Linked DNA regions of Mus musculus: regions 2, 3, 4, 5 and 6 are each linked to region 1. A link is a contact called in public Hi-C, HiCAR-type and promoter capture Hi-C data. All regions are on one chromosome and are shown on one strand. The core of a region is the stretch at or near the end of the contact, and the rest is flanking DNA. Distances in the headings are between cores, read along the strand shown. Region 1 holds the start of Ddx10 (DEAD box helicase 10). Region 2 holds the start of Sik2 (salt inducible kinase 2). Region 3 holds the start of Dlat (dihydrolipoamide S-acetyltransferase (E2 component of pyruvate dehydrogenase complex)). Region 4 holds the start of Alg9 (asparagine-linked glycosylation 9 (alpha 1,2 mannosyltransferase)). Region 5 holds the start of Pih1d2 (PIH1 domain containing 2). Region 6 holds the start of 2310030G06Rik (RIKEN cDNA 2310030G06 gene).

The links. Promoter capture Hi-C pulls out the DNA fragments that hold promoters and counts their contacts. A called contact is a pair of places that touch in the nucleus more often than the background predicts. HiCAR-type assays count read pairs that join an accessible place to other places.
Region 2: a contact with region 1 is called in a Hi-C map of B cells, with 5 read pairs. The contact joins the promoter of Sik2 here to the promoter of Ddx10 in region 1. A contact is called at or near these places in 3 of 39 promoter capture datasets (erythroid cells, liver and pre-B cells), 1 of 484 Hi-C or Micro-C datasets (B cells) and 1 of 115 datasets of contacts at active chromatin or transcription factors (embryonic forebrain).
Region 3: a promoter capture Hi-C map of erythroid cells shows a contact between it and region 1, with 10 times the contacts expected there. The contact joins the promoter of Dlat here to the promoter of Ddx10 in region 1. A contact is called at or near these places in 2 of 39 promoter capture datasets (erythroid cells and pre-B cells).
Region 4: a HiCAR-type map of astrocytes shows a contact between it and region 1, with 4 times the contacts expected there. The contact joins the promoter of Alg9 here to the promoter of Ddx10 in region 1. A contact is called at or near these places in 2 of 39 promoter capture datasets (erythroid cells and pre-B cells), 1 of 115 datasets of contacts at active chromatin or transcription factors (astrocytes) and 2 of 9 other capture datasets (liver and pancreatic islet).
Region 5: a promoter capture Hi-C map of pre-B cells shows a contact between it and region 1, with 6 times the contacts expected there. The contact joins the promoter of Pih1d2 here to the promoter of Ddx10 in region 1. A contact is called at or near these places in 3 of 39 promoter capture datasets (erythroid cells, liver and pre-B cells).
Region 6: a contact with region 1 is called in a promoter capture Hi-C map of stem cell-derived epiblast-like cells, with 5 times the contacts expected there. The contact joins the promoter of 2310030G06Rik here to the promoter of Ddx10 in region 1. A contact is called at or near these places in 1 of 39 promoter capture datasets (stem cell-derived epiblast-like cells) and 1 of 115 datasets of contacts at active chromatin or transcription factors (astrocytes).

Annotation. Positions count from the first base shown.
Region 1 is chr9:53,246,366-53,249,912 of GRCm38.p6, reverse strand. Ddx10 (DEAD box helicase 10) reads left to right here and starts at 1,801. Exons shown (of 18, transcript NM_029936.2): 1 at 1,801-2,095. The coding sequence starts at 1,910.
Region 2 is chr9:51,007,402-51,010,924 of GRCm38.p6, reverse strand. It overlaps Sik2 (salt inducible kinase 2), which reads left to right and starts at 1,852. Exons shown (of 16, transcript NM_178710.3): 1 at 1,852-2,184. The coding sequence starts at 2,050.
Region 3 is chr9:50,658,527-50,661,963 of GRCm38.p6, reverse strand. Dlat (dihydrolipoamide S-acetyltransferase (E2 component of pyruvate dehydrogenase complex)) reads left to right here and starts at 2,184. Exons shown (of 14, transcript NM_145614.4): 1 at 2,184-2,773; 2 at 3,175-3,276. The coding sequence starts at 2,498.
Region 4 is chr9:50,773,702-50,777,516 of GRCm38.p6, reverse strand. It overlaps Alg9 (asparagine-linked glycosylation 9 (alpha 1,2 mannosyltransferase)), which reads right to left and starts at 2,292. Exons shown (of 15, transcript NM_133981.2): 1 at 1,999-2,292; 2 at 838-973. The coding sequence starts at 2,132. It overlaps Gm38476 (a long non-coding RNA gene), which reads left to right and starts at 1,978. Exons shown (of 3, transcript XR_379372.3): 1 at 1,978-2,640; 2 at 3,471-3,519.
Region 5 is chr9:50,615,446-50,618,948 of GRCm38.p6, reverse strand. It overlaps Pih1d2 (PIH1 domain containing 2), which reads right to left and starts at 1,628. Exons shown (of 6, transcript NM_028300.2): 1 at 1,351-1,628; 2 at 300-503. The coding sequence starts at 476. Nkapd1 (NKAP domain containing 1) reads left to right here and starts at 1,485. Exons shown (of 6, transcript NM_212449.2): 1 at 1,485-1,721; 2 at 3,390-3,466. The coding sequence starts at 3,398.
Region 6 is chr9:50,744,789-50,748,182 of GRCm38.p6, reverse strand. 2310030G06Rik (RIKEN cDNA 2310030G06 gene) reads left to right here and starts at 1,656. Exons shown (of 4, transcript NM_025865.3): 1 at 1,656-1,741. The coding sequence starts at 1,710. It also overlaps a transcript of Cryab not described here.

The DNA.
Region 1 (3,547 bases), core at 552-3,051:
ATTTTTCTGGCACCTTTGCATCAATACCAAGTCCTCCTGAGTTTATTGGCTAGACAGTTATAGCCCTCAAAGAGAATATCCCAGTCACACTACAGGGGAGGGGTTCCTGAGGAGCTGAGAGATACATTTTTTTTTTTCATCAGTGGTGGAGCTGCCTAACATTGCTCATACTTTAAAAAGAAATCTCAATGGTCTGGATAATTATACTCATTGGTTCTCTAAGGGGTAGAATCCATTCCTTGCTTTAGTCATTGTTGGTGCCCTATTTCACTTGCCCTTGGAAAAGTTCACAAGACACATGGTGTTTGTGTGTGTGTGTGTGTGTGTGCATGTGTGAGTGCATTTAAAAAGTATAGTGATAGCAGGGTTTGGTGGCACACACCTTTAATCCCAGCACTTGGGAGGCACTTGGGAGGCAGAGGGATTTCTTAGTTCGAGGCCAGCCTGGTCTACAAAGTGAGTTCCAGGACAGCTATACAGAGAAACCCTGTCTCGAAAAACAAAACAAAACAAAACAAAAAAAGTGTAGTGATGGAAAATATGAAAAAAAATCTTGGTTTAACTTATAGCTATAGTCATAGTCGTGGAAATAAACATTTACTTAACTTAAAAATCATTATAGCTGGGCAGTGGTGGCACACGCCTTTAATCCCAGCACTTGGGAGGCAGAGGTAGGTGGATTTCTGAGTTCGAGGCCAGCCTGGTCTACAGAGTGAGTTCCAGAACAGCCAGTGCTACACAGAGAAACCCTGTCTTGAAAAAAAAAATCACTATAAAATATACAATGTGAATATTCAGTTAAGGCCACCCAGTTGTTAAAACTGAGAGTAAATGTGATGGTTTGAATAAGAATGATTTCCATAGGCTCATATATTTGGAGTCACAGTTTCAAAACTTTGGAGTTTCAAAAGTCCATGCCAGGCACAGTGTCGCTGTTCATGCGTGCGTACGTGCGTGTGCGTGCGCACGCAGGTGTGTGTGTGTGTGTCTGTGTGTCTGTGTCCTGCCTATGGATCAGGATGCAGCTCTTAGGTACTGCTCCAGTGCCCACCTGGATGCTGGCATGCCTTCCCTGTCATGATGATAATGGACTAAACCTGTGAAACTGTAAGCCAGCCCAGTTAAATGATGCTTCTTTCTATAAAAGTTGCCTTGGTCATGGTGTCTCTTCACAGTAATAGTTCAGTGACTAACACAGTAATCATCTCAGGGTTTGGTTTTTGTTTTGTTTTGTTTTGTTTGTTTTTGACACTTTGTAAGATAAATGGTGATTGATGTTTAGGATGCTCTCCAGAGGCATCTTTACGATGTCTATGTGTAAGTGTATTTTTCTGTATTATGTAACTTTTTGTTAATTGAAAAGTTTGCTTTAAAGCATTTTGAGTCAACACGGTGGCATTTAACTGAAATTAGAGTATTCAGGAGGCAGGTGAATTCTTATAAATTTGAGGCCAGTCTGATCTACAAAGTAACTACGACCTACATACTCTATAACGTATAGCAGTGTACTCGCGAATGTTGGGCACACTTGAATCCAGAGTAAATGAAAAGCAGTACTTTACGCTGAGTATGACTTCACCATACTAGCAATAAGCAGTGTACTTGCGCTGTTTCCGGAAGCCCCAAGCACTCTCGGAAGCAGTGGAGCACGCCCAGTTCCTCCGTGCACGCTTTCCCCTGGCGTCTTAAGATCGCCCCGCCCAGCGGAAGCCAAATCACCAATCATCGTCCGCGCATTGCCTGTCGTCATTAATGTGTGCCCACTCTCCCCAGCTTGGGGGCGGGTTCCCGGACTTGCGCGTGCGCCCCTGCGCCTTCTCCACACGCTGGTTTCGCGTCTTCCGTGCTGTGCCTTGAGGAGCGAGGAGGCTCCCGTGTAGCGGCGTCGTGGGTCCTGGCAGCCCCCGCCATGGGCAAAACGGTTGCTTCTCTGGGTCAGGGAACCCGACCCGACCCGGTGCGGAGCTTTAATCGCTGGAAGAAAAAACACAGCCACAGGCAGCACCAAAAGAAGGAGCGGAGGAAGCAGCTAAAGAAGCCGGAATGGCAGGTCGAGCGCGAGGGGATCAGCCGCCTCATGCAAAACTACGAGAAGGTGAGGTGGGCTCGGGGCACGTTCGGCGGGGCTCTGGGGAGCGAGGGTGGGTGCAGCCCGGAGGTGTTGCCGCTGTGGTGGACTTAGGGTCAGGGTGGTGTGGGAAAGGGGCGGACCCGGCCAACGGGGCCTCACTAGTGGTCTGTTGGGTGTCGCTACCCAGGTCTGACTCTTCTACTTTCCGCAGTGCTGGGAAAAGTGATAGAAATGCGGTGACACTCCGGGTAGGGACATGTGGTGCAGCAGTGGTGACAGAACAGAGAGGCAATAGTGACCGCTGTGGAAAGAACCTAGCGGATGGAGTGAGAGCCTTCAGTAGAGTGCTAGCCCAACACGCAGGAAGTCCTGGGTTCAATCCCCAGCTCCACATAAACCGGGCACATATTGAGCACTAAGGAGGTGGAGGCAGGGGGATCAGAGGTGCAAAGTCATCCAAGGCTTTATAGCAAGTTCGAGGTCAGTCAGTGATACGTGAAACTTGGTCTCAAAAATGAAATAAATAAGCTAAAATCTGGAGTGATGTAAGAAAACGCTGTTGTTCGTGGGAAATGTTTAAAATAATAGAAATATCTTTAAGTACTCTCCATGTTTTATATTCTTTGCCCCTATCTTGAGGTGTGGATGGATCCTAGTAGTCCATTTAACGGATAAGAACTGTAGAGTTTGGAGAGGATAAGAAACTGGCCCTAATTTCCCACATCTAGTAGTGTGGAATTGGAACCTAGACCTGTGTCTGTTTCCACAGCTCTCGATCTTTAAGTTGGGAATTGGCTCTGTCCCTTAGCATCATCTTTTGTTCTTTGTCTCATTGTCTTCATGGTTTTCACCAAGAATCAGTGGAAAGACAATGGAATGTGTTTGCCTCTTCCTGACATCAGCATCTTGTAGCCAGTGTTCCTAGATGAGTAGTCTCATAGTTAACACTTAGACAAGCTGGCGTGTTTTCCTGCCCTAGGTGTCTGCCCCTTAGGAATGTTACTTCTATCCATCCTCTTAAAACCCATATTTTCCAGCATTCATCTACCTTTCTCACCTTTCCAGTGAATGCCACCTTTCTAGTTTGGGATTTAATAGGTAGAATCATCCTGGAATTAAAAGTCATTACTTGCTATCTTGTAGCTTAAACAGCAACAGCAACAGCGACAACTAGATAAACTGTTCAGAGTTGGCAACATTTAAGAATTAGTTGGGGTTTTGACTTCAGATAATTTGATTCGGATTTGGCTCACCAGCTATATGACTTTGGTTACTTTTCTTACACTATTCACACCCTCCCCCCTTATTTTAAAAGGCTTAGTAGTAGTACCTGCCTCATAAGTTGTGAGGAATTAAGATAAAGTGTGGAAAACATTATTCACAATGCCTGTCATATAGAAAAAAGACAAATTAAAAAAGAGGCTATTATTAACAAATTGCTTTTGGATTTTGTTTTGAACTGTGACTAGAATTGCT
Region 2 (3,523 bases), core at 603-3,102, 2.2 Mb after region 1:
GGGCCCTGTGTGTTATTTTATTCCAATTGCTAACTAGGATCATTCTATCAGGAAATTGACTGTCAGATTTCTTCACTATAATTTGTTATCTTTTGTTAATCCTTCCCAATGATTTTTTTATTCCAAAGATATTTTGAGACTGTTTAAATACCCTATTCCCCAACCAAACTTTACCCAATGACTTTAACAACTATTGTTAATTCTTGTCTGAGCCAGTTATTACTATAACAGCCACAAAATGGTGATTTCATAATTTTTACATGCATCCTCTTCTCATTTATCCTGACTGGGAACATAGCTCAGTGATACAATACTTGCCTAGCATGGGTACCGTTCTGAGTTTGAGTTTCCTGAATGAGATGGGGAGGGCATAGACATTTAAGGGGGCTTATCACATATACAATATTTCTGAGAACCTGTCTAAAAAAAAAAGTAAAGTGACAAAATGAAGTATGAGCTCCTTCTAAGATTTTAATGTAGGCTGGGAATGGTGACACCTGCCTTTAATCTCAGCACTCAAGAGACTGCCTAGTCTACATGGCAAGTTACAGGCTATCTAGGGCTACATAGTGAGATGATGTTTCAAAAACAAAAAAAAAAACAACAGTCCCAAAACAATAAAACACTAGGGCCTAAGAGATGGCTCATTGGCTAAAGTTACCTACAGCAACCACCCCTAGGACTCACAGAGTGGAAGGTGAGAACCAACTCCCACATCCTGTCCTCTGACTTCTTACACAAAATAAAAAGTAATGTGTGTTATAGTGTATTTCCAAAATTGTTGGTTTTTGATACTTAGATTGGCTCAGATTTGGCACTGGTGGGCCCCTTCAAGCTGGCTTCTGACATATTCTTCCTGTTGTATACAAGGAATCCCCTGGTTTACTCATATTAGATCTTTCAAGAGCATCTTATACTTGCCCCCGCTGTCATTACTCCCAAACGAGTTGCGTTTCTTTTAATGGACAATGGGTACCCAGGAACCAAGGTCTGGACACACATAATATATTTCAAGATATTAAAATGTTGTGTTTACTTAGGTCACCATATGGAAGACTGGTGTGATGGGTTATAATTAGAACTCTAGCATTACCTGTGTGACGTTGGCAACTCCCTTCATTCTGGCAGCCTGCTGCGTCATCTGGAAACAAATCGGATTAGATACTTTTTAACCGTTTACAAGTTCCCAAAGCGTTTTAGGATAATACCGGGTCACCTCTCCACAGAGACATGCTCAACTAACATGCTCAACCTACATTTCAGAGGTTCCAGACTCCGAAGCCCATTAGCAATTCCAAATTCCGGGCTTAATCATCTCTGGGGTCTCTTTAGCGCTGACATTTTTTTTTTTTTTCTGCAAGTGACCGACTGCTGTGAGTAGGAATTTAGACGTCAAAAAGTGGAGAGACTTATTTAGTACTGACAAGGGAGCTAAAATGAACACAAAGAAAAGAGGCTGTGAGCAATGCATTGCTCAGCCACGGTGCTCCTCGGGCTCCAAATTTAGCGCTGCAGTCCGCTGAAGAAGAGGTTTTGGCGGGAAGGGCTGCCCCGGCGGAGAGCGCCCGCCAGGCGACCCTCCAGGAGACTGGCCCAGTGCATCCTCCGCACGGCCCACCAGGGCTCGCTCTTGCGCTTCTGCTGGAAGGCAGGAGGAGCGGGGCGGGGCGGACGGCGACCCCGCCCCCGGCCGCGACGCCCTCCTCAGCCTTCTCAGGCCTCGCCGCGGCCGGAAGCCTCGTGCCCGCCCGACCCGCGCACCGCCCCTCCCTCCCGCCCCCGACGTCGGCGCGGCTGCGGTAGCCATGGTGACCGGTGGAGGCCCGCCCCCGCCCCCTGCCCCGGCCCCCTGACGTCGGCTCACGTCAGCGCCGGCGCGCGCCTGGCTGGGCCCTGTGGGGCGGGAGGGAAGCAGCGCCGGAGCGAGAGCCGCGGCCGTCGCCCAGAGCCCAGGCGCGCCGCCCGACGCCCTCCTGCCCGCTCCGTGCCGCTTCTTGCCGGCCAGTTCGTTCGCGTTCCCGTCGCCGTGTCCTGCAGCGGGGGCCAAGCATGGTCATGGCGGATGGCCCGAGGCACTTGCAGCGCGGGCCAGTCCGGGTGGGGTTCTACGACATCGAGGGCACGCTGGGCAAGGGCAACTTTGCCGTGGTGAAGCTGGGGCGGCACCGGATCACCAAGACGGAGGTGCGGCCCCGGGGTTCGGCGGGAGCGTGGCGCGGTTGCGCCCCGGGCGGGGGACGGCGGGCCTGGCACTGCGGGGACCGCGGGGTGCAGGTCGAGTGTGTGTGGGGTGTCCCCGGGAAGCCACACAGGCTTCCGTCCCGACTCTCCCACCCGGGAACCTGGTCTGTGGCCTCGGCTCCTGAGCACAAGTTCCGCGTCTTCCCGGCTTTCGGCTGGGGGTGGGGTGGGAGGGGAAGTCTCTGTGCTCCGGGGCCGCGCGGGGACCAACGTCGCCGGCCGGAGAAAGGGGACCAGCAGCTCCCAGGCTCGGCGGACGCGGAGCGCGGCCCGGACCAAGCCCTCCTCTTCTGCCCGGCGAGGAGGGGGTGACGCGGACCGGACTGGTGCGGACGGGCCGCTGTCCATCTTCTCTGGGCCCGCAGGGTCTCTGAAACGGTTCTTTGGCTGGCTTGATCACTTGCAGGAGGTATAGCAAATACACCAGACAATAGAGCTGGTTAAAAATGGTCATCTCAGCTCTGCACCGTTCTCTGGGGTTGTCCCTTTACCAGGTGTGCATGCTGGCTGCGAGCACGCATTCCTTAAGCCACATCAGATGGACTGTACTCAGCTCTCGACAGCGTCCTGACATTGACTCTCCAGCATCCTCCCTCCGTGCACTGTACATATTTTCTCCCCAAGTCTGCGTTCTTACCTAGCCCACCCTCTTCCTTCCATTGCCTCAAGCTGCTCTCCTCGGGGTCTCTATTTTAAGACGTGCAAATTAAATACCTTGGAAAAAAAACGATCGAAACAAAACCATTTCTTAGTCTACAACCTAGTGGTTTTGACGTACTCTATTCTGCCTTGTGATTGCCACTTGAGTTTCACCGATTTTCAGTTTCTCTCCCCAGTTTTCATCCTTTTCGGGTTTTTTTCCTACTATGTTCTTAAGAACGTTCTAATCTTTGACTATAGGACCTCCACCCCCACCCCCTGCCCAGGATGACTTACGCTTATGTAAGGTAAAGGGCATTTAAAAGCCTTACTGTTTTCTTAGCAGTTGTACTTAAAAGTTTTGCTTCATGTCCATTTCCATAAAGAAGGAGGACATGTCTAACATGTCTTCACTTTTTGTTTTGCCTCACAAATCCCTGACACACCACTTAAATCTTTCTTCTTTAGGGCATCAGTACCAAGGTCAAAATTTTTCCTTTCACAAATTTACCAGTGTTATGAATCTAGATTGCTATAATGATAAGTATATTGACATTACCAAACTTTTGCATAGCTGAATTTGACCCCAGCATTTTTGTAATGATTAAAGTGTTTCGTTTTTATAAAGAGTTATGGCCAAATG
Region 3 (3,437 bases), core at 935-3,434, 2.6 Mb after region 1:
CAAGGGCTAAGAATTTTAAGATTTTTTTTTTTTTAAGATAGAGTACATGTAGGTAGCCCAGGCTAGCCCCAAAGTGGCCATCTGGTGCTTGAACAACAGAACAACAGTCATGTACACCATACTGGCTATCAGTTGTAACTTTTTGTCCTCCCAATTTCTTCTTGTGTTCTTGGTATTCTCTGACCATCTGTACACTGAGGAATTGGTAGACATTCAGAGCACGCTTCCTCCTAATTTAATGTCACTTTCAGTTCAGGAATGATAAGGCTAATTACATAACCCATCCAATGGATACATATTGCATAAATGTTGCACATAAATCATTACTCAATAACTGAAAGTCAAGCACTCAGCAGGATTACTGCTATACTAATTCAGAAGACAAGGAGAAACAGCACATAAGATCTTCATCTGCCTCACACATTAGTAAGTTTTGTTTTTTTTTTAATCTGATGTGTGTACCGCATCAGAAGGTCTGTTCGTGACTGCACAGCATACAAAGGTGACGTCACCAAGTGTTGATGCTGCTCAGTGACACTAGGATAGAAAATGAGGGAAAATATACAATATTTATCTGAGACCGAGTTAATTTGCTTAATTAAGTTGCATCCATTTTGTGAATGACAAACCCCATTATTTGTGACTGAAAAAAAATTACATTGTGTCTATACCCATTTTCAATAGACATTCTTTTAGGATGGACACATAGTTTAGTCCTATAAATGAGATACCCGTGTGAACTGTGCTGTCAGTCTAAAAAAAAATCGCTTAAATAGTTACTACAATACATAGAGTTGATTTATAGTTGTCAATATTGAGGATGCTGCTTCAGATAAATATGTACCATATGAGCTGGCAAGATAGCTCAGTGTTGGTCTGGAGAGATGGAGTTGGTTAGCATATACACAGAAAATAATGTCATAATTTAATATATATATATATATATATATATATATATATATATATATATATATATTATATATATACATAGAATAGGAAAATCTAGGGAGACATTTACTGGAAAATTTAGTCCTAATCTCAAACCAAAATTCACTGATTGATTTTCTATGAAATTCAAATCAGCCACGGCAATTTTAAAATCCAAATACTCATAACAATTCAACCTAAAGATTATACTACTATAATGTTTATATAGAAGGGATAACTGTGGGAAATGTCTTTCTGCAATTAAATCATTATGCTCACGTGAGAGCAGAACACTTTGTACAGTAAAACCAGTGCGAATCACACCATACACGGGGAATCTGTGCCAAGGTGTTTCAGGCAGTGTTGGCTGGCCTCGTGTGACACCGAGGGCATGGCAGTACAAAGGGCACGGGTGTCCTCACAGCCACAGCTGCAGCGACGCGGTAGGATTCAGTGTAGGCAGCAGTAGTGAGAAACAACCTAGGTTGGCGCGGCTGGGTTCGGCAGCTTTTCACTGTTGCCATTTTTTTTCTTTTGACCCCACATTGTTACTCCATAGTTTAAGAAAGGTTTCTGTTGTTGTTTTCCTATTGAATTCACAGAACTGCGGGACAGCACGACAACGACTTTCGCAAAGTTGTATCTTAAACCTTTCTTTAAAAAAAAAAAAAAAAAGAATCTCAGTATGTAGCCCAAGCTGGCCTGGCAATGAACAGCATTAAACCAGGCTGTCCTGGAATCTAGGGTTCCACCTGCCTCTGTCTCCGTAATGCTATAATTAAAGGAATGTGTGTGTGTTAAAATATTTTCGCTATTTAAGAGGATACGGTGGAAATCTGGGGGTAATAAAACTGCTTTTTACAAACAAGTATCTTTATAGAGGAAATATAATTAGTCTTCTGTGACTAACTGGAAATGTGAAAATGTACCTTTCTCTTGGCTGCCCTTCACATCATTTGGCTGAAAACCCTGCTGCTCCCGTTTCCGGTGGGTTAGGGACCTAGGACAGCCTGCACGGGGCGGGCTCTGCAGCCAAGGGTCACCCCCTGATCCCCCGTCACTCGAGGGCCTTTCCTTTCTCCAACTTTCCAAGGTGCGCCCGCACCCATCGACCTAAAGCTTTGCATTACTGTCAGCCCGGGCTCTTTTCCCCAGCTTTTTCTTAAAGCAAAGGCGGTCGTTCCCTTTGGCACCGCCTCCCTGCCCTCAGGCTGCAGCCGGTCCGACTCTCGGGTCCCTTAGAGCGGCCCTGGTCCGTACTTCCCATCCTCTGCGACACCTCTCCTAGGGCCTTTCCCGTTTCTCCCAAACGTGCACCGCCCCCGCACTGCCTCGCAGCGCCTTCGTCACCGCAGATCCTAAGCGGCAGCCTCCCGTCCCTCTCGGGTGTCTCCGACGCGTCCCCCCCGCAGAGGGGCACGGAAACCCTACGTTCCGGTCGCCCGTCCAAGCAGCCGCTTTTACGACACTGCGCGACCGCAGTGCGCGGCTGACGGCAGAGCCGCGCTGCTCTTGGAGAGGTCACTCCGGAGACGGCGGAGCCTTTGGGGCGTGGGGGTCGGTGGCAGTAATGTGGCGCGTCTGTGCGCGGAGGGCGCGGAGTGCTGTGCCCAGGGATGGGTTCAGGGCTCGGTGGGCGGCCTTGAAGGAAGGCCCCGGGGCCCCATGCGGGAGCCCGCGGATTGGCCCCGCTGCGGTCCGTTGCGGTAGTGGGATCCCCCGCTATGGGGTCCGCTCCTTGTGCGGCTGGAGCTCCGGCTCCGGCACTGTCCCGCGTAACCGCTTGCTGCGACAACTCCTGGGGTCGCCCAGCCGCCGCTCTTACAGCCTCCCTCCGCATCAGAAGGTGAGTGACCCACCCTGGAGCCTGTTGTCCTTCAGAGCCCGCTCCTTGGCGTGGGGAATCCTCCTTGAGAGGCCTCCGACAGCCAGCTCCCTCCCAGATCTATTACGGTCCCTCGCCCAAGACCTTCCCAGTGGGCATCTTTTCTATTGAAAGAGGTCTAAGCCTGCGGCTATGGGCAAAAGGTCTGAGAAGTCTCACGTGCTTTCTCAGATCCACTAGACTGACTGGAGGATCAACCTGCCTCTGAAAGTCATGAATTTCTGGAGTGCTAGATCTCCCTTTGTATCTCCAGTGAACAGTTTGAAATGTGACTCAGTAAATACTCTGCATGAACTTGGGTGGAATGAAAGCACGCCGAGGGCTAAGTATGCCTGTTTAAATGTATGCTTCTTTTTCTGCAGGTTCCATTACCTTCCCTTTCCCCTACAATGCAGGCAGGCACCATAGCCCGCTGGGAAAAAAAAGAAGGGGAAAAAATCAGTGAGGGTGATCTAATTGCAGAGGTAAGTCTTAAAACACGCAGATTTTACCTAAGGGAGTGGCTTTGCTGAATAGACTAAAGCTTAGCCTTCTGGTAGGTAGTTTCCTCTTTCTCTTTAAGAAGCAGCTCCCCTCCCACCTCCCCATTTATTAGAGATGATTGGTTAGCTACGTTGTCAGCAGC
Region 4 (3,815 bases), core at 1,043-3,542, 2.5 Mb after region 1:
AGGCTCCCTCCTTTTCTAATGACTGCCTGTGTCAAGCTGACATAAAACTAGCCAGCACAACAATTTTGGCAAACATAAGAAGAAATAAACTTAGAAAGGTGGAAGAATGTGGCTTCTGTCTAAGAAATGGGACTGACCTGAGGAAAATGCCTAAGTTTATTTCCCTCAAGTTTTGGAGTAATCATTAGCTTTAAAACCTATACCCACAAGTATTACTTAGACTTGCAAAACCATTTAAAAGATAATTGTAAATATCACCTTTGAGTATACCAGCTAAAGGTCATAGACTTTAATAGTAATTAAATCAACAATATGGGCTTTCTTTTAAGACCTATTTTATTTGCGAGTATATCTGCATGAGTGTAGGTATACATTTGTGTGCCTAGAGACCAGATGAGGACATCAGATTAGTTCTATTTTGAGACAGGGTCTCTCTGTGTAACCCAGGCTGGCCTAGAACTCATAAGAGCTGCCTGCCTCTGCCTCCAGAGTGCTGTGATTAAAGGCATGGGCCACCACGCTGGGCTGTCATATTTTGTCTTGGAGCTGAAGTCGCCTAAATTTGAGCTGCTGGGATGTGAACTATAATCCTCCTTACAACCATAAACCAACAGTTTTTAAGATATAAAAATGAAAACAATGTATTTTAATATTTTCCACACTTACATTCTACATGTTTAATTTGTCCTAAGTACCAAATCAAGATCAAAGGCCAAAATCCCAGAACTAGGGGCGAGGGATGTAGCCCACTGATAAAGTATTGCTTCAAATGCCCAAAACCATGGGTTAGATCCCTAGGATTGCAAAAACTAAAGCCCAGCTAACGAGATCACCTACTGGTTCCCAGTAGTTGAATGTTTCATCACAGTCCGAGATGTTGCTCAGAAGGGCTGCGCACAACCTCGCTGAGAGCAGACACTTGAAAGCAGTGGATCCTTCAGGGGCCCAGACTTGCCCTGCTTTATTTCCAGACCTGCCCAGAAGGAAAAAGCAAAATCAATCGTCTTATCAGGAAGGTCCTGCTAGGGAAGACTAAAACCCAGACAGGAAAGACAGGAATGGCAAAAGACAGCGCCGCAATAAAACCATTCACCTAAAAGAACTAAGGCTTTGTTATCCTTGAGAGTGAATAAGGAATTGCGTTTCCAATCGCACCGTCCACTTCCTGCTTCTAAGGTACACACTAATTCATACACCTTGGCCTGTTTCACCTCAAGCCAACTAATCACTCGCATGAAGACCACAGTGCTCTCTCTCTCTCTCTCTCTCTCTCTCTCTCTCTCTCTCTCTCTCCATTTCTTCCTTAAAGTCATTCCTTGTCATGGCTTTATCTCTTCCCTCCTCCTTCAAATGAATGAGGCTTAATATAAGACGCACGTGCAGACCGCCTCTGTTCCCATATACTAACAGCCACTTTAACGCAGACCTAACCTACAGGCTACCGGCTGCGAGGCTGAGGGGTTCTAGGGCTGGAAGCCTAGAGGGAGGGAGAAAACAGTAAACCGCAGTGAGACTCAGATGTAAAAGGCATACCAAGGGCTCTCACAGAGGTTCTGCTAACTCTACCAGCACGAAGCCTGCTCGTGTGGACTTGAACCCGAAGCATGGCAGACCCTGGCTGCAAAGATGCAGGGATCTGCTGCGGAGGGGCGATGATCGACGCCAAGTGGGACGCTCCCACGAGGGGCAGGAGTAAGAGCGCCGGGTGGCAGCCGAGATGCCGGCGGAAAGCAGACCCCCGGCGAGGAGCAAAGCCGCACGGCTCGCAGCAAAGAGCAGACCCCAGGCAAAGAGCCCCAGCTCGCAACGGAGAGCCGACCCCCGGGTGAGCGCAGAGGCCCGGTGGGGAGCCGACCCCCGGGTGAGCCAGAGCCCCCGCGGAGACCCCCGGGTGAGCCAGAGCCCCCGCGGAGACCTCCGGGTGAGCCAGAGCCCTGGAGGAGACCCCCGGAGCCGCCCGACCCACCCGCCGGCCACGCCCTCCGACCGCACACGTACTCTGGCCGCGGCTCTGCGCCTGCCTCCCGGCTGCCGAGCTGTTCCAGCTTCTCCGCCGCCGGGCCCGCATCCCCACCGCCGCCGCCACCGCCGCCGCCACCCTTGAGGCGCTGCCGGGCCCTTCGGCTCGCCATGCCCAGCGTCGGGGAAAGGATAGAACTCGGCACGCTACGAAATCGGCGAAGGCGCAGACATTGCTTGGCTGGAAAACGGTGTCCGCCGAGGGACAAAACGCCTCGACATGCGCAATAAAAACTGAAATACTGTGCCAATGGACCAATTGAGGCGAAGGCCGGAACGGCAGATTTCGCTTGCTCTCCTACTTCTGACTCTGGGTATTTCGTCCTTCCTTTATAATTTGCTTCCTCCACTTCTCAGCACTCCATCTTGCCAACGCTACAGTGTAGTAGTGTGTGGAGGTATAGCACAGCTGCCTACCCAAGGAGAGGTCTCTAAAAGGTTGCTTTAACATTTAACACCTTGCCTTGTCTTGTTGAGAGAGATGGAGGCAGCTAATAGTTCCTAAGAGACAAACCAGTGAGGCCAGGATTCAGACTGAGAAGTGAAAACCTGAAGAAATGCTACGCAGATCGTTCAAGCAGGCAGATGTCACTGACGTTGCTACAACACGGCTGGCTGGAGGTGATTTTTTTGTTTGTTTTTGGTTTTTTTTCATACATGCTTTTTAATTCTCTCTGCCTCCTTGCCTTTACTGCTAAGGAAACCAAGGTCCAAAGTTGCTTGGGTAATAAATGGAGGAGCTATATTCCAATTGAGAATCCTTTACAAACACATACTATTCTCACTACATTAACAACAAAAAAAGAAAGAGAGAGAGAGAAAGAGAAAGAAAAGAGAAGGAAAGGAAAGGAAAAAATAGAAAAGAGAAGCTCTTGTTGGAAGCGGGTTTTTTTTTTAAGGGGGGGGGGGGGCGTCCAGACTTGGTTTCAGGGGCCTTTCACAGAGACCCTTTACAAAGACAACTCCAGCAGATTGCTCACCCAATCCTGACAGCAGTGCTGCCTACCAGTAGAAATGCATACAGGATTCTAGAGGGAACATTGAGCTTGACAGAGTTAAACAAAAGGTTATAATGCCACTTCCTACATCGTAAAAATGGAGACTGATCATATACACCAGTTCCCACACACAGTCATTAATTACCAAGCCCACATCCAACCAGTAGAACACACGTGTATCCTTATGTAGCCTTTGATGAAGACTAAGGAAAGAACAGTAAGGATGTGAGCAGAGAAGCGCTTTGGTCAGACAGGCCCAAATGTCAAGCCTAGCTCTGACACTTAGGGTTCTCTGACTTCAATAGCCAATGATGAAAGATAGCAGTATCATGATGTTAATCCCAAATGTGTAACACATGTGATAAAACGCTCATAAATTCCACAAAGTCAGAAAGAGGAACTGAAAGTGTGGTGTATATATTGAAGTACTTGTTTTGTTTGTTTTTTTCTCAGGATCAAAAAGCTGAACTACAATAAAGTCACCAGCCACCAGTCTGAAGGGGTATTTTTGTTTGGTTGGTTTGTTTGTTTGTTTTTTATTAGATATTTTCTACGTTTACATTTCAAATGTTATCCCCTTTCCTGGTTTCCCCTCTGAAAATCCCCCTCCCCCTGCTCACCAACTCACTCACTCCTGCTTCCTGGCCCTGGCATTCCCCTACACTGGGGCATAGAACCTTCACAGGACCAAGGGCCTCTCCTCCCACTGATGACCAACTAGGCCATGCTCTGCTACATATGCAACTAGAGCCATGAGTCCCACGTCCCACCACGTGTTTTCTTTGATTGGTGGTTTAG
Region 5 (3,503 bases), core at 379-2,878, 2.6 Mb after region 1:
TGCACTCTCTTGAACCCACACACATATAAAATACATTTAAAAAACCTTAATTAATTATAGCACTATTTTCCACCTATCAGGACAATAAAGTTGCATTAGGGGATTTCTAAAATACCAAGTATGAATTTCTTATTTTTACTCCTTCAGTGAAATCTTCCATGTGGTTTCATTTTCTGTTCAGAGAGTTTTAGTAAACTTCTCTTGTGTTAAAGTAGCGCTAGAAAAGGCTACTGTATCCCCTGGCTAACCCAGAGTAGTTTTACTGAAGACCTCTCCTTCCTTGCATCAGTTCTACATACTAGGATCTTGGTCTGTATGCAGAGTTGAGGTTCTGGGTTGACACAGAGCTGTTTGCCATCTTTCAACTCCTGCTGAATGAAGTTCCGGTAGCGCTCGGGGTCATTTTCAGCCAAATCATCGAGCATATTCCAGAACTGGGAAATGTGGGTAAGAAGACCCTTTGAGGACACCGTCATGATGGTGATGAGACAGGCCTTTGGAACCTGCAGAGAGACAGGACTTGAGAAAAGGCATGTAAGGTATTTACTGCCCTGTTTCTTCTTTCAGGGAAGGAGGAAGGCTTTTGCAAGTGTGCTGCGGGTCTTAACTAAAAGATTGCACACCCATACTGCTTTATCTTGGCTTTCCTACAGTCTGTGAGTAGAACCACTTCCTAAATTCCTACGTTGTACCTGTACTTCCGTCTGGTCTTCATAAATACAGAGGGAACAGAAAGGACTTTTGTTCCAATAGTTGGATATTGGCTGACTTGGTGCCTTCCAGACCTGGAATTGTGAGGTAGGGGTGTGTGTGTGTGCGTGAAAGAAAGACGGGTAGAGAGACTGGGGTCGGGGGAGACAGATACATAGACAGACAGTATAGTAGTTAAAAGTAGGCGCACTGGAGCCAGTATGCTTACGTTCTTGCAAACTTCAGACATCTATGTTGCCTTGAGCAAGCAGTGTATATACTCAAAATAAAGATGAGGGGGCTGGAGAGATGGCTCAGCGGTTAGGAGCACTGACTGCTCTTTTAGAGGTCCTGAGTTCAAATCCCAGCAACCACATGGTAGCTCACAATTCTATAATGAGATCTGGCGCCTCTTCTGACATAGAGCTATATATGCAGAACACTGTATATAATAAATAAATGAATCTTTAAAAAAAAGATAAGGATTAAGAACACTAATATTTAAAGCTGGAACATTATGTGAGAGCAATAGTCAAAGATTCCGCCCTCCTTCAATCACCCTCCTTCTGCAAAAGAGAAAGTTCCCAATATTTTTAAAAAGAGGTTTAGAGTCTTCAAATTATATATTAAAGTTAGATTAAATCAACAACGAATACACACTTAATCCAAACGTGGGGGAAACGCGCACGTCTTCTCTCAGTTTGCCGACAAACTGCGACTCCGGTTACCATGGTAACCAGTCCCGGTACACCATCTAACTGGGTCCGGAGAGCGCAAAGTAGAGCTGTGTCTCTATATCCAGTTCCGGTTCTCTTCTCCGGGTCCGGACTGGCTCCTCCGCAGGCCGTCCCGCTTGTCTCTCGGGAGAGCGCCGCCTTCCTTCCTGCACCCGTCAGCTTCCACGGCGACCGGCGAGCCCGCTCTGTGGGAGTCTCCGGTGGGAGGGAAGCGTTTCTCCGGAGCACGACTTCCGGCCCGGAAGGAAGCCGCCACCTTTTCTCCCACCCCGCCACGCGAGGCTGCGGCGCACGGTATGGGTGTGTGTGTGTGTGTGTGTTTGTGTCGGGAGGGCGTTGCGAGGGAAGGCCGCCGAGAGCGCCGGGGCTGCGGCGGGGCAGGGAGCCCGCTGACAGACATGGGGGCGCTTTCCCCCACGTCCCCTTGGAAACCTCAAGCTCCCCCCGAGGCACTCTAGATACTTCCTGGGGCCCAACGGAAGGCCGTGCCCAAGCCCTGTGTCCCCATTCTGTCCCGGGAGTGAAAGCGAGCCGCCGGGCGCCGGCCCAGCCCAGCGAGAGCGGGGAATGCCCCGGTCCGCCCGCCCGCAGGCCGCTTTCCGCGCCTGCGCCTCCTCTGGCCTGGGTCCCCGAGAGCGAGCCGCCGGGCGGGCTCGGCTGGGGGAAGGCAGCCGTAGCCTGGGCCTCGGGTGAGGAGGGCACAGTAACCGGTGGGAAGGCTGCGTTTTCACGAAGGACTCGGGTGAAGCTGCAGAGCTGCCTTTCAGCCCTGACTCCTTGGCTTCCTGGGTCGGAGGAGATCTTGTAATGGAGTGGTTCTTCGTCTCACACTAACAGGATGCCTGATTTCCTCAGGATCGAGGGGTGAGTGAGCATCGGGACAGTGGCACCAAGCCCCTGCTAGCTACACATGTGAATATCGTTGTCTTCTGGGTTTTGGAAAGTTCCGTACAGTGTAGGAAACAAAATGTCCTGAGTAGAGATATTTAGGTCATCTAAAAACTTTTTTACAATTCAGTTTATTTTTTTACTGTTGACATACGTGGTGTTTGATGCCTTCAAATCTTCGTGTTTATATCTTTGCAAGCGAATTTTGGGGAGTTTTGAGATTTGATTTCTAGCCGGGACACTAACACACCCGTTGCCTGAGTCCATGCAGCCTGGGGGCAGGTTACGGCTTTAAGGAATTTGATTTTGAGGAGTTGGGGTAGAGTCCAAACTCGGGGATCCCCATAGGTTAAAAGGCCAACCGAAAATGTCTGGGGAATCATATTGTATCTGTATCGATCACGTACAGACCTTTCCCACTTTGGTCATTATTTTAATCTCCATCGTAACATTTACATAACATTTGCATAGTTTTAAGTATTATAATTAATCTAAATACCCTCACTCATCCTAACTGGAAGAGCATGTCTGTTGGCAGGTGGTGGCAGTAAGAAGATGAGTTAAGGGCTGGCCGAGGCCACTTAAGAACCTGACTAAAAAAACAGTCCTATTTTAAAATACACAGGAGCATAGTTTCTATACAAATATTATACTAGTCTAAAAGAGGAATGAGCGCCCTAGGATTGCTTTGTGTGTGCATGGATGTCACCGAGGGACTTTATCCAGGGTAGCTCTTAGGCTAGGCAAATGCTTTACCAGGCCATACTTGGATTTAGTACCTTTAGGGTCCTGGAACTGATCCGTCATGGATCTTGACTACTTGACAGAGAATCGTGAAGACTGAATAACATGGTGCTCATGGAAAACAAATTTTGAGCAGCTTTGTGCAATTTTAAAGACTAATGTACATCATCCCTTCATCCTTACATGCACCATAGTTGGGTATCATAATGGTGAAAGGAAAATTTTCCCTTCGATTTTCTAAGTTCAGTGATTTTTTTTTCTTTCTTCACTTCTTTGTTTCTTTATAATTTACTAAAAATAAATTTATTGCATATTATTGGTTCATTTCAGATTAAAGAATGTCCCGGGTTCCGTTGGGGAAAGTCCTCTTGAGGAATGTCATCCGGCACACAGATGCTCACAATAAGGTAGGCAGTACCGCCTAGTGACTGCCAGCATTTCCTG
Region 6 (3,394 bases), core at 407-2,906, 2.5 Mb after region 1:
CACAATCTCTTTTGTAACAGACTGACAATAGAACCTGAACGTCAATGAGAAGTCTCAAAGACTTCCAGATAAGGACTAACTGGGTTGGATTTCGATACAATCCTCTCCAGGCTTTGTTAACCCTCTACACTCCGGTTGCTGTGTTTTAAGGTGTACCGGGTGCTTTTTTGTCTTTTCTGTGCAGTTTCTGGCCCTCTAAAAATCTGGGTAAGATCCTTTAAGCTGCCAAAGAGGTTGGATGGAAGTGAAGCAAATTATGAAGGGCTTTGAGAGTTCTATCCTGTAAGTGATAGGAAATTATTACTGGCTTTTGAGACAGGGACGCAGGTTACAGGATGAAAGGAATGTAGTTAATAGTAGGATACGGAATGGCCTGCAGGATTGGAACATGAGATAGTAGAATACAATGCTTAGCCATCTGATCACTGAGAACAATAGTAGTAACAATGGTTAAGACTTACTGAGGGCGTCCCATGCGTCTGGCCTGTTCAGAAGCTTTGTACACACATACCTCATTCAGTTATCACAGCCCTATGAAGTGGCCACTCTCAGGCCCGTTTTTCCCAAGATGAGGAGGAATTCAGAATCCAGTGTACTCCATGGAGTTCAGGGCTGACTATGAATATTCCAGGACAATACTCAAAATGCCAAGAAAATATTGAAGATCGGAATTGCAGGTTTCAAAGATTTTCTTAGAGACATATTCTCCCTTCTCTCTTTCCTTTCTTTCTCTCTTGTTTGTTTCTGTTTATTTAAGACAGGGTACCTCTATGAATTCTATGAATTCCTGGCTGTCCTGAAACTTGCTCCTGTAGCCCAGGCTGGCCTCAAACTCTCAGAGATCCTCATCCTCCTGCCTCCCGAGTGCCAGGAGGTATACACCATACTCAACCTGGTAACATATTGTCTCAGGGGAATTCATTCAGCTGCCTCATAGTTTCTGGCCAGGGAAGAGTGAATCCAATTTTGGGTCATTGGAAGCAGAAGCTACAAGCAGGGGTAAGTAGAGATTTCATGGTCCTGGACTGGGGAGAGAACATTGAGTGCTCCGTGCCAATCAGTTAGCCATCTGGTTTATACCAGAAAGAGGATTAAGTAATACATTCAGTACTTATGCCTTGGTGTGCTGGAAATCTAGATGGTAAATGGTTAGGAGATATGCGCACATTATTAATTCTAGTCGTGGGAATATGAGAGCATTCCATTTTCCTACATTTCAGGTTCCAAAAGCCTCTAGGATTCAAACCCAAATTGAGGACATCAGAAACTAGTACCAATTACCTTGACAGTGAAACTCAAACCTGAGTGTGGTAGGGCAAACGTAGTGGCCGAGCTTTGACTCCCTTATGGAGGGTCTATTTCAAAGGCCGTGCGATACAGAGAGACACATTTCCTATGGAAACTCAGAGCCCTTTTGTATCTCAGGTTTCTTTATAAATCGAAGCTTGCAGCTTCATCAAAAGGAGTTTCAAATCCCTAAGGTGAGATAACTCTCACCTGGAGCCCGTGTGTCTTCCTGCCCTTTGGCTGCGAACAGTCACTTGGGAATCATTCCACCAGGTGGCTTCCAAGGTCCAACCTACTCGGTTGAAATCTGATCCTGACAGACTTCCTGGGAGCCGTTGCCGTTCGCTCAGCCGGGAACCAGGAAATGCGCAAACCTCTTTATGTCTGAAAACCAGCTGGGCTCCCTGGGAGACACAACCGCCATGGGAAACCGGCTCTGCTGTGGGGGAACCTGGTGAGTAGGGCCGAAAGGTGGAGGGGACCGCCTCCGGTGGTGGATATGAAACCCTGAGAATCAGACAGCCTGGAGACCGTCCGTGCCTTCCTCCACCTGCCACGTCCTAGGTGGAGCAGAGAGCGGTGCCTTAGGACGCTTGGAAAACACAGCAAGCTGGAGAGTGGCCAGAGGTTGGCTGCACCGGTGGGCCAGCCTGGTTTCTCTCTTCTCTCCTTTCCTTCCTTCCGATGCTCTCTCCTTTTTTATTCTTCCGCAGATCATAATAACGGGAGCATTGGAGTGCTCTCTATGTGCAGTCACTTTCTAATCTGGGTTAATTGTCCCAGGTCTTCTGTGAGTGAGTGGTCTTACCGTTGTTCCCATCTTGGCCGGTTAAGGAGCGGAGGCTCAGAGAAGGTAGTGTCAGTCACATGGCTAGTAGCTTAGCAGGTAAAACAAGATTCCAAGCGCGGAGGCTAGACTTCAGGGCCCATACTTTCCTCACTAGGTAATCAGAGATGTGACCATGGATTGAGCAACTGAATTTGGACAAATGTTTGTTTGAAACTGCAGAAGTGGGAAGGAAGAGAATCCACTGGAACTGTGAATATAACTTTCATGCTATTTGCTGTGTGGCCTCATGCAGTCCAGTCAATTCACTGGGTCCTCGATTTTTTTAAAAATATACAGTCCCTATTATTTGTATCATAGGTTGGTTTTAGAGATCGAAAGCTAGTAAGAACAAAAAATACAAAATAAAAACAACAGCAACAACAACAAAAAACCCCACCAAATAATAGATTATTTGTGGTTTTTGTAACTTTCCCCCCAGGGTGTTCACCACCACTACAAACTCCCAAATATGGCTTCATCCTGTCAGCTGCCTCTTAGCTATATGATCCATGTCTGGGTCAGAGTTCAAAGAATACTTATTTACAGGTAAACATCACATGTAGAGAGAAAAGTGAGATACATTGGAAAGCACCTAAAATTTGAAAACAATACTAGACTCCAGTCCTGTGCCTGCTAGTTTATTAATCTAGTTGGTTATTAAACAAATATCAACTGAGCATGTGCTGGGTACCAGGAAGTGACAGATACAGAAGTCAGCAATAAAAGGAAACTTGGATAAACATGGTAGTGAATGCCTTTGATCCCAGCTATTGAAAGGCAGAGGCAGGCCATTTCAGGATAGCCAAGGTTACATAGAGAGACCCTGTCTCAAAAAACTAAAAATAGACAAATAAATAAGACCCTGCCTATAAGTGTATATTTGTTTACATGTATATTTATTTATTCTTTGTTTGATTTTTAAGGCAGGTTCTCTCTCTGTCGTCCTGGAGCTCTCTATGTAGACCAGGCTGGCCTTGAACTCAATAGTCTGCCTGACTCTGCCTCACTAGTGCTAGGATTAAAGGCCTGTACCATTACAGCCAGCCCTGATTTACTTATTTTTAGAGGGAGGTTTTGATCTGTAGCCCTGATTGGTCTGTAACTCACTACATAGACCATGTTGGCTTTGAACTTGTGGTAGTCCCTCTGCCCCTGCCTCCCAAGTGCTGGGATTGCAGGCAAGTTTTGTGTCTGTCTTTTGTTGATGCTCATAATATGTTAGGAGTCATGCTTAATATCTTACACCACTCTATTTAATCCTTACTAGCAATTCCATGA